2 separate regions of the Mus musculus genome follow, and region 2 is linked to region 1. A link is a contact called in public Hi-C data. All regions are on one chromosome and are shown on one strand. The core of a region is the stretch at or near the end of the contact, and the rest is flanking DNA. Distances in the headings are between cores, read along the strand shown. Region 1 overlaps Bcas3 (breast carcinoma amplified sequence 3). Region 2 overlaps Bcas3 (breast carcinoma amplified sequence 3).

Region 1 (5,531 bases), core at 2,132-4,631:
CTACTATTTTCCAGGAAAATGAGCAACCAACACCAAAACTGGACAGTCCCTGCTCTAAAAATAACTGTTTTCCATGCCTCATTGTTAGTCTGCTTAAAGCTTTTGATAACAGCAGCACTTTCATCCACTTGTAGAGAGAAGAGGGGGAAAGAAAGAGAAAAATTTATGTTGCTGACATGAGCTGAGGTTGGAATGCACTTAATATTTAGAAACCTAGCTGATTTTTAAAACTTGGTGTGAAGCTGGGCATGGTAGCACACGCCTTTAATCCCAGCACTTGGGAGGCAGAGGCAGGTGGATTTCTGAGTTCAAGGCCAGCCTGGTCTACAGAGTGAGTTCCAGGACAGCCAGGGCTATACAGAGAAACCCTGTCTTGAAAAAACAAACAAACAAACAAACAAACAAAAAAACAACAACAACAAACTTGGTGTGGAGTTGTTTTTTTAAAACCAATGTAGGATCTAACTGCCCATTGGCTTTTGGGCTTTGTTGTCTTCGTTGTTGTTTTAAAAAAGGAATGACTGTGTAGCTTTTTACATAACTCTAGCTGTCCTGGAACCCTCTCTGTAGACAAGGCTGGCCTTGAAATCTCAGAGATCCACCTGCCTCTGAATGCTGGGGTTAAAGGTGTGTGCCACCACAGCCCAGCTTCTTATTCAGTGTGTTCAAGTTAGAAGAAGTGACTTGTGCCATAAATACAGACACTGGCACGGAGTGCATCTCCGTCCCTGCAGTGGGAATGTTGACCCGTCCTTACCTGGCGCACTTACTCGTTTCATTTGCTATGGGTTTTAGTTTGCAAAAGACAAAAGAGTTCATTTCAGAAGTGTACCGTTTGAAGTAATTGTCTTCCCAGCCTCGAAAGGTGATCAACAAACAATGAGAGGATTTTTAATAGGAAATTAAAGAATATACAAGTGATTCGTGGGATGACTTCAACAAACCCATGTTACTGTATGATGAAGAAGGTGTAGGAGACCTACTGAGAGAGAGAGAGAGAGAGAGAGAGAGAGAGAGAGAGAGCGAGAGAGACAGACTGAGACTCTGTGTGTGTATGTGTGTGTGTGTTAGAGTTAAAAATGTGGGTCCATGTATAAACCACACTTTGGGTTTAGCAAAGTGTGAAAAAAAACTCATAACTTAGTTTTTACATAAAGTTTATGTAAAAGGTTCTTATGCTGTTTCTCCTGGAAAACGTGGCCTGGAGCAGTCACTAGTCCCTGGGCTTTGGTTACCACCCCTCCCCCACCCCCTGTCAAGTATTCATGCTTTCTTCTTATAGATTTATTATTTGATCAAGAAACAGAGCATTTGCATTTAGAAATGGATAATTCACACTTAAATCTTTTTTTTCTCATTTAACCAAGCTAAGCTGCAGTTAACGCGATGAGGTAAAAGGAGCTACTGAGAAAGGGTGCTTTTTAGCTGAATTTCAACATAGATCTGCCACCCAGGACTGGATTCTGATGTCTGCCCCAAGGCAAACCTTTCTGGTATTTGTCAATAAGCAGGAGGGAGATATTGGCTCTCGGATAACAGACATTTGGAGAACTGGCGACAGTCATGCAAGCGAGAACGTTCGAATGACTTCAGCTCTTTCCAGCTTCATTATGTCAGGCTGGCAGATCACATACGGCATTATGGAAATCAGCAAATGAAAACCATATTGATCTGCATTGAGAACAAATGTAAAAAAGGTGGTCTGGGGGAGGAGCAGGGCGGAGGAATGCTTTCCCGGTCAACCTGATAGGCCCTTGTTAAGGCCTTTTAATCATTTATTAACGTAACCCTCCTCCCCTCTCCACTCCGATTACCTCAGCCACAGAGCATCCTGCGCCATTTATCTTTTAATGTTTCCTTTATTTAATTTATTTTTAAACTCTAACTTATACTCTTATTTCAGAATCGAGCTTTACTTTTCATGGGATTGTCTTAAGTGACTTAAATGACTCTTCCCAACATGCTCACCAGGCTCAGAGGGAAAAGGCATTTGCTGAACCTCACCTGTCAGCAAATCATTTACTTGGTGTGCACCACAGACAAAAGCAGAGACAGTCAGTCAGCCAGACATGTTTAAAAGAGAGGGAGGGAGGGGGAGGGGAGAGGGAGGGGAAGAAGAGGAAGAAGGAGAGGGAAAGAGAATATCAAAAAGAAAAAACCCTAGAGTTGTTACTAAGTCTTTAATTCTCTGATTAAGGTTTGGGTCAGTGATATTAATTTTAAAGTCTTCTATCCAGGGATTGGAATTTAAACAGGTAAAAATACTTCCAGCCAAAACTTGGAATGGCAGTTGCCTGTCCTTTTTCTTTTCTTTTTCTTTTCTTTTTCTTTTTTTATTCTGTGGCTTCAGGGAAGGTGGCATCTCTTCTGTCTGCTTCTTTGGGGTAAACTTAGAGTAGTGTCTGCTCTGTATACACATAAAAGTGGAGAAATGGGAGCTGTAGCTTGTGGAGTCCTGCTTCCTGGATCCCCACTGGTGGTGGCATCTCTGTCGATGGCCCCTTTCCCAGGCCATCCTTATACCTGTGTTTGACAGCTTGCCCCTCCCACTCCCTCTCTCTGACTCCTTCCCCCACCTTTATTTTTATGTCCAGCTTCAGCATTTGGGAAGAGATTGCAGGGCTGATTTTTTTTATTTTTTAAATCTGCAATTGTGTTTTTTGTAGTTGATGGGTAATGTTGTGGAGTGAAACTTGGGGTGCTAGGTGGCAGCTAGTGGATTATTCTTTTCCCTTCATTGGAGCATATATAACACTTTTAAGGCTCACATGCATTGAAGAATCTGGACTGTGGCTACAGGTTAGTCTTGGGAACTGGTTGCATGCAGACAGATCAGCAGTAGGTCCCTTCACAGAGTAGTTGGCTGATTTACTGTTTGTGGGGTTGTTCCTCCCACCCCATTTGAAAACGCTTTCTTGAAGAAGTAGTTTCTGAAGTCTCTAATCAACATCACACACTGATTGAGTTCTGAAGTAGATGTTCCTAACAAGACAGCAGACATGTCCATCTCTGGCTGCCATGGTGATCAGATAGATCATTGACCATGGTCTTTGCTCTGGACTCTGCGGCTGAAGCCATTTGGGATTGATTATTTTTAACTCTGTGTTCCTCCTTCTTTGCTTTTCTTGTGCATCTTATGGGGAGGGGACATCTATCTCCTATTGATTTGGATATGAAAAGATGCCCAACGGGGAGGTCTGGTTTATCTAAGTAGAATTCAGGATTTTATTCATTTTGGCTGTCCCTGGAGACTCCAAAGATCTATTCAATAATATATTTGAAAAAAATCCATATATGAAACGGGCTCTCTCTCCTTGTGCGGGAGTACTCACCGCCTCCTAAGTGCTTTCCCTCTAGACTCGCCTTACTATCCCATGTTCCTTTCTGGGCGCCACATCAAACAGTGTATGAATTACAGCAGAGTGCCTGCCGTGTGGAGGACTGCTCGCCTTGTTTGTTGCTGAAGAGCAGGACATGAAACAGTGAGTGGGCTGTGCAGAAAGCAAGCTTGCCCTCCCTCCCTGCCTCCCTCCCTGCCTGCCTCTTCTGTCTCACTTGTTCCTCTCATTCTCTTCCTCTCTTTCTCCCTCCCTCCCTCCCTTTCTCTCTCCCTCCCCCATTCCCAATGGGAGTGTTGTTTATAGAGCATTATAATTTATAACTGAAGAGAGTGGATTTAATTTCAGTGGAGAGGCTCGCCAGCAGGGCGCCAGCCTGCAATCATATGAATCAGCAAGCTGCAAAGTCTATTGAATGGAAAGTATTATCGCTGGCCACAAACGGACACTGTTTCTCCTAAACAACTCCCTTGGTGCAGGAAGACCTTGTCTTCATTCATCTATTTTACATATCTACTTCTGTTTTAATTTTGCCATTTCCTAAAAGTGTTTTCTCTTTAGATTGCAACCTTTCTCTAACTACCTTATTTCCTGACGCAGCATTAGCAACTGCTCTTGTGTATTTCTGACTGATTTGATGTCTCTCCTGTCCTGACTCCTTATCGTGTGTGGCTGGACTTTTCCACTTACTTCTCCTTCCTGCATTCAGCTCCTTTTTTCTTTTTTAATGGGAGCTGTTAAATATGTAAATTAGCCTACAGTATTCCATTAGCATTAATATTGTAAAATGCTAGTCAGTTTCAATCACCTAAAATTTTATTTAATCATGGATATTTTGTTTATATGCTTGATTTATTTATTTTCTAACATCTATGAGAAGATTTGTTTCCACATTTTACGGACATCTGAGAGATGATTTCTCATCCTCTGCAGAGCCCATCAAATGTCTCATTGTGTTAGCGCGTTGCCCTTTGTGCCATGTTTTGCCCAAGGGTTTCAGTCATGTCTCAGAGAGAGTGATAGAGTGTGCACATGACTTTCTGTGGTTGATATTTGTTTTTTGATTTAACCCACCATCAACCGCTATAATGTAGTTAAACTAAATCTCTGAGTCATTTTAAAAATCAAATTAGACTTAGCAGGGCTGCCACCCTCTCCAAAGTGTTTTACTGAATTTGTGGAGCTGATACAGTTGTTGGGAGTTTAGGAAGTGAATCTTTGAGATTAGGCAGATCACATTAATATGATATCAAATATCAGGTTATCTGCAACCAGACTTCTAAGTATTTTCAACACTCAAGTCTTCACAAGAAAACTCAAGTCACACAAAGAGCCAGTTAACTGACACTGGTATTTGTTTGAAGAGGGAAAGCAGCCCACAAAAGCGGGAAAGGCCGCTTTTCAGAAGGAATCCTGTGTAGATGGTGGACAGCTTAGCCTGTTCAAAGAAAGGCGCTTATGTTTTTTAAAATAATGATAACCAAAATACAAAAGCCAGGAAATGACCAAATTCTAAGCTCAGATATTTCACGTGAAGTTCACATTTTATTGTTAGAAATGCATCCCTCTCTGTGTGTATAGAGGGAATTCATATTCAGCTTATATATTTTCTCGGCACAATTTAACAAATTAAAATATGTTGCTATAACTTTCTACTACAAGGACAAGCCTGTGAATTAGTATGTATTCATAATCTGTGCCCTTTAAAGTCCAAGAAGGAGTTACAGTGCTCACGTTCGCAACCATGAGTAGTATTCTTTTTCCTTTAGCCTCTGATTACTCAGTAAGAATTACACATAGGAACAGAAAATCAATATGTTTTCCTCTACTCATTTTCAAAATTAAATGTTGCTGTGGTTTGATATCAGAGAGGCTATACCCACCGTCAGCTTTGAGAGATTGTGTTTGGCTTATTTTTACATTCCTTATACTTGTGGGAGTTACTTTAAACAGAAATTAATCATCAACAAAAGTAAAATTTACACACACATAAGAAATAATGCATGAAATGAGAGCTTAGTTTCTGGGGTGATTTCAAGGGAACATCTTCCTAAATTCTGTTATTCTGACTTTCAAAGCACTTGTAAGTAAACCCACACGTGGGCACGCATTCAGTGGATTGTTACAATTATGGAAACTGCAGTAACAGAGAGTGGGAGAAGCCTTGTGCATCACTGAGGAAGTGTGGAGGGA
Region 2 (5,531 bases), core at 2,136-4,635, 110 kb after region 1:
TAAGACATGCCCCGAGTTCCTGCTACCTTTTCCTCCCTCTCCGGGGTACTCAACCTTCAGCCCCTGGGTTTTTGCACCCAGGATAGCTATGAATACAGCCCAACACAATTATACCCTTAATTTAAAAAAAAATTGTGAGTTTGTTTCATGTTTGTAGTTTTGTGTGCAGTTCTTTAGAGATAACAACACTAATGTCTCGATGTCAAAGGATAATTACACTTCAGATACTTCTCATATTAGGTCTTTTTCCTTTCCTCCCATTCCCACTCCCCCCCCCCCCACACACACAACTTAATTTTGTATTTAGTGTGTATGGGTGTTTCACTAACATGTGTGTGCACATCATGTGCATGCAAGGGGTCAGATCCCCTGGGACTAGAGTTATGAGCCTCATTGTGAGTGGCAGTGTGACTGCCTGCTGAGCCATCCCTCTTCTGACCTTCACATTGGATTCCACTTACCTGTTCCATGACACTGACTCTGAAAGACTGATAAACATGGGTTCAAAGCCATATTTTCTCACTTTGCATGTAAACTTGAGTTAACTTCTTAAGCCATCTTCCAGTGTGTTAATGTGCATACTGTCTAACACAGTGAACTACAAACCAGATTACGTGTGATGGCTATATTTGGTACAATTTTCCCTGTCTTGATACAGTGAATAAAATAAGAATATTCCTTGGGTTTGTGAACTCTGAACTTGGCCCTGAGGCTTATGCCCACAGGTCCACCCTATGGACATTTTACTTCAAATTGTAGTGCCTTGGCACTGGTGTGGTACTCTGTCTGCAACTCTGTTAGTTGGAATATAGTCTGACATAGAGCTGTTGGAAAATTGCAGACTCTTTGTCTTTTTTTCACTTATTTTTATTTTCTGTGTATAGGTATTTTGTCTGTATGGATGCCTGTGCACAGTGTGCATACATGGTGCCCACAGAGGCCAGAAGAGGGGTCATCTAGAGCTACATACAACTTGAGTCCCCATGTGGTTGCTAGGCATCGAACCCAGGTCTTCTGGAAGAGCGGCAAACCATTAACCATTACCCTTGCCCCCCTTGTGGCTTTTAAAGGAAAACAAATTTTGGGCTAAGCATTAGCACAGGCAGCATTAAGACCCGACCTGAGAAGGCTGCTCTCTAAGAGACTGCTCTGCAGGAAGGCCTAGGCACTTTTGCTAACTGCTATTTAGTGGAACTCTGGGTTTTTCTTCAGGCTTCAATTAGATGATTATTTCCAAATCTGTCATTTTTCCTGCTTCAGATCTTTCTAGAACAGTTCTAGGCTTGATATCGTTGGGCCAGTTTCACCAGCTTTGTGATTCTCTCAAAAACCAGCTGGCTTGATCAGAGAGAAGAAGGGGCCAAGTCCAGGGCCTGGCTCAGTGGTGCCCACCCTTGTGCCTCCCAGCTTCGGTGTTCTTTGCCTTGGTCCTGGGGCTCCCTTGGAGCTACACCCCAAGGGATGTCTCTGATTGTCTTCAGGTTCCTTTTTGAGGAACAAAGGAGCCTTCCCATTCCTTGCTTCTATTACAAGAGATACTGGAGTTTGCTTGAATACTTGGGGCCTTAGTGTGGACATGAGTCCAGCTTTCCCTTCCCACGGGGTTCACAACAACAGAGAGCCTAACCAGAGCTGCCTGGCCTCTGTCTGGCCTCCAGCTAAGATGCAAGCAGTTCCTTTGAACTGCATCTTCTTCTATTTGATGTCTTTCTAGTTGTATAAGACAGAAATAATCCCGTTCTTCCTCAGTGGGAGTGTGCCAGAGTACATTAGTAAAATATTCAGAAATAAAAGAAACTATAATTCTGAGAAACCGTGGAGGGACCTCTGGCTAATTTCATGTCTAAGTGTTCTACATTTCCCCAAACATTCCTGGATAAGGACTTAATAACTAATTCAGGAAATAACTAGATAAAGTATCTAATTCAAACTTGTGATTAATTTTATATGACCTTCTATTACAGATTTGTTTTTGTTTTTTGAGACAGGGTTTCTCTGTGTAGCCCTGGCTATCCTGGAATTCACTCTATAGATCAGGCTGGACTCGGAACTCAGAAATCTGCCTGCCTCTGCCTCCCAAGTGCTGGGATTAAAGGTGTGCATCACCACTGTCTTAAAATTTATGGATTTTTAAGACTTTTTATTCTTAAAAAGAGTGTATCTGTGTATGGATTTGTGCATAGGAGTGCTGTGCCTGTGGAGGCCAGAAGAGGGTACTGTATCCTCTGGAGCTGGAATCACCCAACAAGAGAACTGAACTTAGGTCCTCAACAAAAGCAGAATATACTTTTTTTTTTTTTTTTTTTTTTGGTTTTCTGAGGCAGGGTTTCTCTGTATAGTTCAGGCTGTCCTGCTGTCCTGGAACTCACTGTGTAGACCAGGCTGGCCTTGAACTCAGAAATCTGCCTGCCTCTACCTCCCAAGTGCTGGGATTAAAGGCGGTGCTCCACCACTGCCCAGCGCAGAATGCACTCTTAACTGTCGAGCCATCCATCTCTCCAGCACTCTTTCTTTTCTTTTCCCTCCTTTTTAGACAGGGTCTTTTGTGTCCCAGGCTGGGCTCTAACTTGCTCTGTAGTTGTCCTTGAACCTAGATCTTCTTTCTTTTACCTCTCAAGTGCTGAGACTGTGGGCATGAGTCACCAAACCCTATTGTTAATACTATCTAGATAAAGTGCATTGCAAAACATCAGCTATTTACATACAGATGTGACACAAATGCTAAATAATGCATCTTTATACCATGGTGTCTTGCAGCTTCCATACAGGGGTAAAATTGAACAAATAAGTAAGGTATTTTGTCTCATTGATTTTTGTTTTACCTGTTTAACAACCACTTGGAAGAGTGTGGTGTGGGACCAGGGTATTTGGGTCAGAAGCTGGCCAGGTGACAGAATTTGTGCATCCCAGTGCTATAAACAGCAGTGTATATAACCAGCCAAGCCCTGAAGCATGGCTGAGTGTGTGGGGGCTCTTGAAGGTGTCGCTTATGCCATTCGGCAAATATTTCTACTCAGGCCTTCGGTTGGTTTATAGCATTTCATTTTACAGCCCATCATAATGATAGTAACCCCAGCAAACATCAACAAGCCGTTAGAAACTATGGTGTCAGAAGATGGATGTGACCCCGGAGGCCCCATCCCATCCCCTCCTCCCCACTCTCCCACCCCCTCACGCATTCAGTGGATTTTTCTACCCAAAGTGGTTGCCATGGGTCTTGGGTCAAAGGAGGCTATTTGGAGGAACTTTTCTAAACACATTCTATTAAATGTTGAGAAAGCACACTCTAAAAACCAGGAGGCATCCACAAACCCCCGGCCCCTCTCGGTGAGTAAGACAAAAGGCAGCAGGCTCTATAAATACAGTACAGTGCTTTCAAGGATGCGGCTGCAGATGGCATCGAGAGGGAGAAAGCAGGAGGGAGCGCTCCGTGACACCCACGGAGCATGCTCTCTCCCTGCAAGTGCAGCCTCCCAAGACATTTTCCATTTCTGAGCAAGGAAACAACAATTACATTTTAAGTTGCATTGGTTAAGAACAGAGAAGTATAACTTGGCATGAGTCCCCTGTGCTAGCCTTCTAGAACAGATTGGTCTGTCACACCACACTAAGTCTGTTTTCTATCAGAGATTCCAAGCCAGCTTATTAAATAGATTTATACAATGAAAGAATCTAATAACAGAAACATTCACCTCCTTTATTACTTGGCATTATTTATGGTTTGAGTTTTTTTAGCTACTTTTTTTATGCACTAGAATCTGCCAACATTATACTTATAAAGTTTATGTACCAAAGTGTTAGTAGGCTGGGGAAGTACTGTGCATGACTCCCTCTGTCCATGCGGCTTCAGGCAGATCCTGGGGACTTCTCCCACCCTGTCCTCTAAGTGTTTTCAGTGTGGAATCCTATTGCCTTTGGATTCATGATTCAAACAGTGTTAATTCCACCTACCTCATCCTTTCCCCACTATAAGAAATGATGCTTTTCTTAGCTTTGCCTTGAGTGTAAGGGGGAGAGAGCCTTAGCTTGTGTGGGTTGGACAGAAAGGGCTCGGCTGATTCTTCACTGACTTGTAAGCATCTCTCAGAGTTTTCAAGACATAAGGCAGCCTCCATCTTCCTCCCCATTCAGAACAGGATAATAAGGGATGCATGACAGGTAGTCATGTCTAGAGAAAGTATGGGCAGATAGGACATTTGAATGCTAGCCTCAGTGTCACTTCTCCAAGTTTGCCTTTTCTCAAGGAGATATCCGGAACCATTCAAAGGGTTAGACCTGTGGGCCCGACATAGTGACAGGAAGGACACGGCATAGAACTATGTCCTTGGCCTTCTTCCTCTCCCGACTCCTGCTTGCCTGTCTAGCCTATATCTCTTAGGAATTAATATTTCCAACTCAGTTATGGAGTCAAGGAATTGACCAAAACTCTTGAGGAGTGAATGGCTTAGAAGACGGAACAAGCCTGTGCTACCTGACAACGCTCTCAGTCTCGTTGCAGACACTGGCATCTGAGCAGAGTAGTATGGTGCCTTAGCCTCTTCCAGAGGACGGGCTGTCAAGGCTGTGGGCCCTGTGTCTGGAGCAGGGCAGCCAGGAGGAGGGAGGTGTCTCCAAGAGAAAGGGCTAAGATCCAAGTGACCTGTGAGGACAGTGTGGCTCCTCAGTGGACAACACCTGGACCCTGGACTTCAGTTCCCAGCCTGCCTTTTTTATTTTAAATCACATATATGTATTCATGGGATAAATTATGGTAATTAGATATATGTAAATGTAATGATCAATTTTGAGTAATTAGCATTTATAATTTTCTCTGTTGGAAATCTTTTGGAAAGTAAGACTTTAAACTGGTTCCTCCTACCTAACTGTAGTTTGCTCTCTATTGCAACCCCCTTTGCATCCTCCATCTCCCTCTCCCTCCTAGACTCCACTGGCCTTTATTCTACTCTTTTATGAGATCAGTTTTTTATAATACAACATTCCTTCACCCATTCACCCATTGGTGGACACCCAGGTTGATTCTGTCTTGGCTATAGTAAAGATGAGAGTGTAAATTCCTCTTTTATATGCTAATTTCATTTCCTTTGGCTACAAACCCAGTGGTAGAATCACCAAATGGTGATGGTGGTTGTTTGGTTGTTTTTTTCTGAACCTTCGTATTATTTTCACGGTGATACTAAACTATCCCCCCCATAGTGTGTGGGAGTCCATTTTCTCCCTACCGTGTGTGGGAACCCCACTTTCTCCCCACCGTGTGTGGGAACCCCCTTCTTGCCCTCACCAGCCTTCTCTATCCTCACCAGGGTGAGGTGATGACTCCGTAGTGGTTTGGATTGCATTCACTGCTCACTGGTATGTTTTCTTTTAAGAAGTGTCAGGTTTGGGTCATTTGTCTATCTTTAAAATTGTATCCTTGGTTCTTTCCCTTGCATGGCTTGGGGTCCTTATGTGTGTCTACTTCTGCTTCCATGTTTGCATCTGTAACATAGCATACCTTCCTTCTAGCATTGTTAGGATAATTCAGTGGGTTCCTA

What was found. A called contact is a pair of places that touch in the nucleus more often than the background predicts.
Region 2: a contact with region 1 is called in a Hi-C map of cortical neurons, with 1.9 times the contacts expected there. The contact joins two enhancer-like sites. A contact is called at or near these places in 4 of 39 promoter capture datasets (cranial neural crest, hippocampal neurons, liver and 1 more), 1 of 484 Hi-C or Micro-C datasets (cortical neurons), 1 of 115 datasets of contacts at active chromatin or transcription factors (embryonic stem cells) and 3 of 9 other capture datasets (adipose tissue, liver and pancreatic islet).

What each region holds. Positions count from the first base shown.
Region 1 is chr11:85,637,295-85,642,825 of GRCm38.p6, forward strand. All of the region lies in intron 22 of Bcas3 (breast carcinoma amplified sequence 3), which reads left to right. Among named protein-coding and RNA genes, the nearest start is that of Bcas3os1, 80 kb to the right of the region's middle. Within about 2 kb of position 3,382, at least 52 of the 459 cell types and tissues checked have an H3K27ac peak or open chromatin away from gene starts, as enhancers often do. A contact at or near this core is called in cortical neurons, where this site is marked.
Region 2 is chr11:85,751,851-85,757,381 of GRCm38.p6, forward strand. The region is part of intron 22 of Bcas3 (breast carcinoma amplified sequence 3); the gene reads left to right. Among named protein-coding and RNA genes, the nearest start is that of Mir5110, 6.1 kb to the right of the region's middle. Within about 2 kb of position 3,386, at least 18 of the 459 cell types and tissues checked have an H3K27ac peak or open chromatin away from gene starts, as enhancers often do. A contact at or near this core is called in cortical neurons, where this site is marked.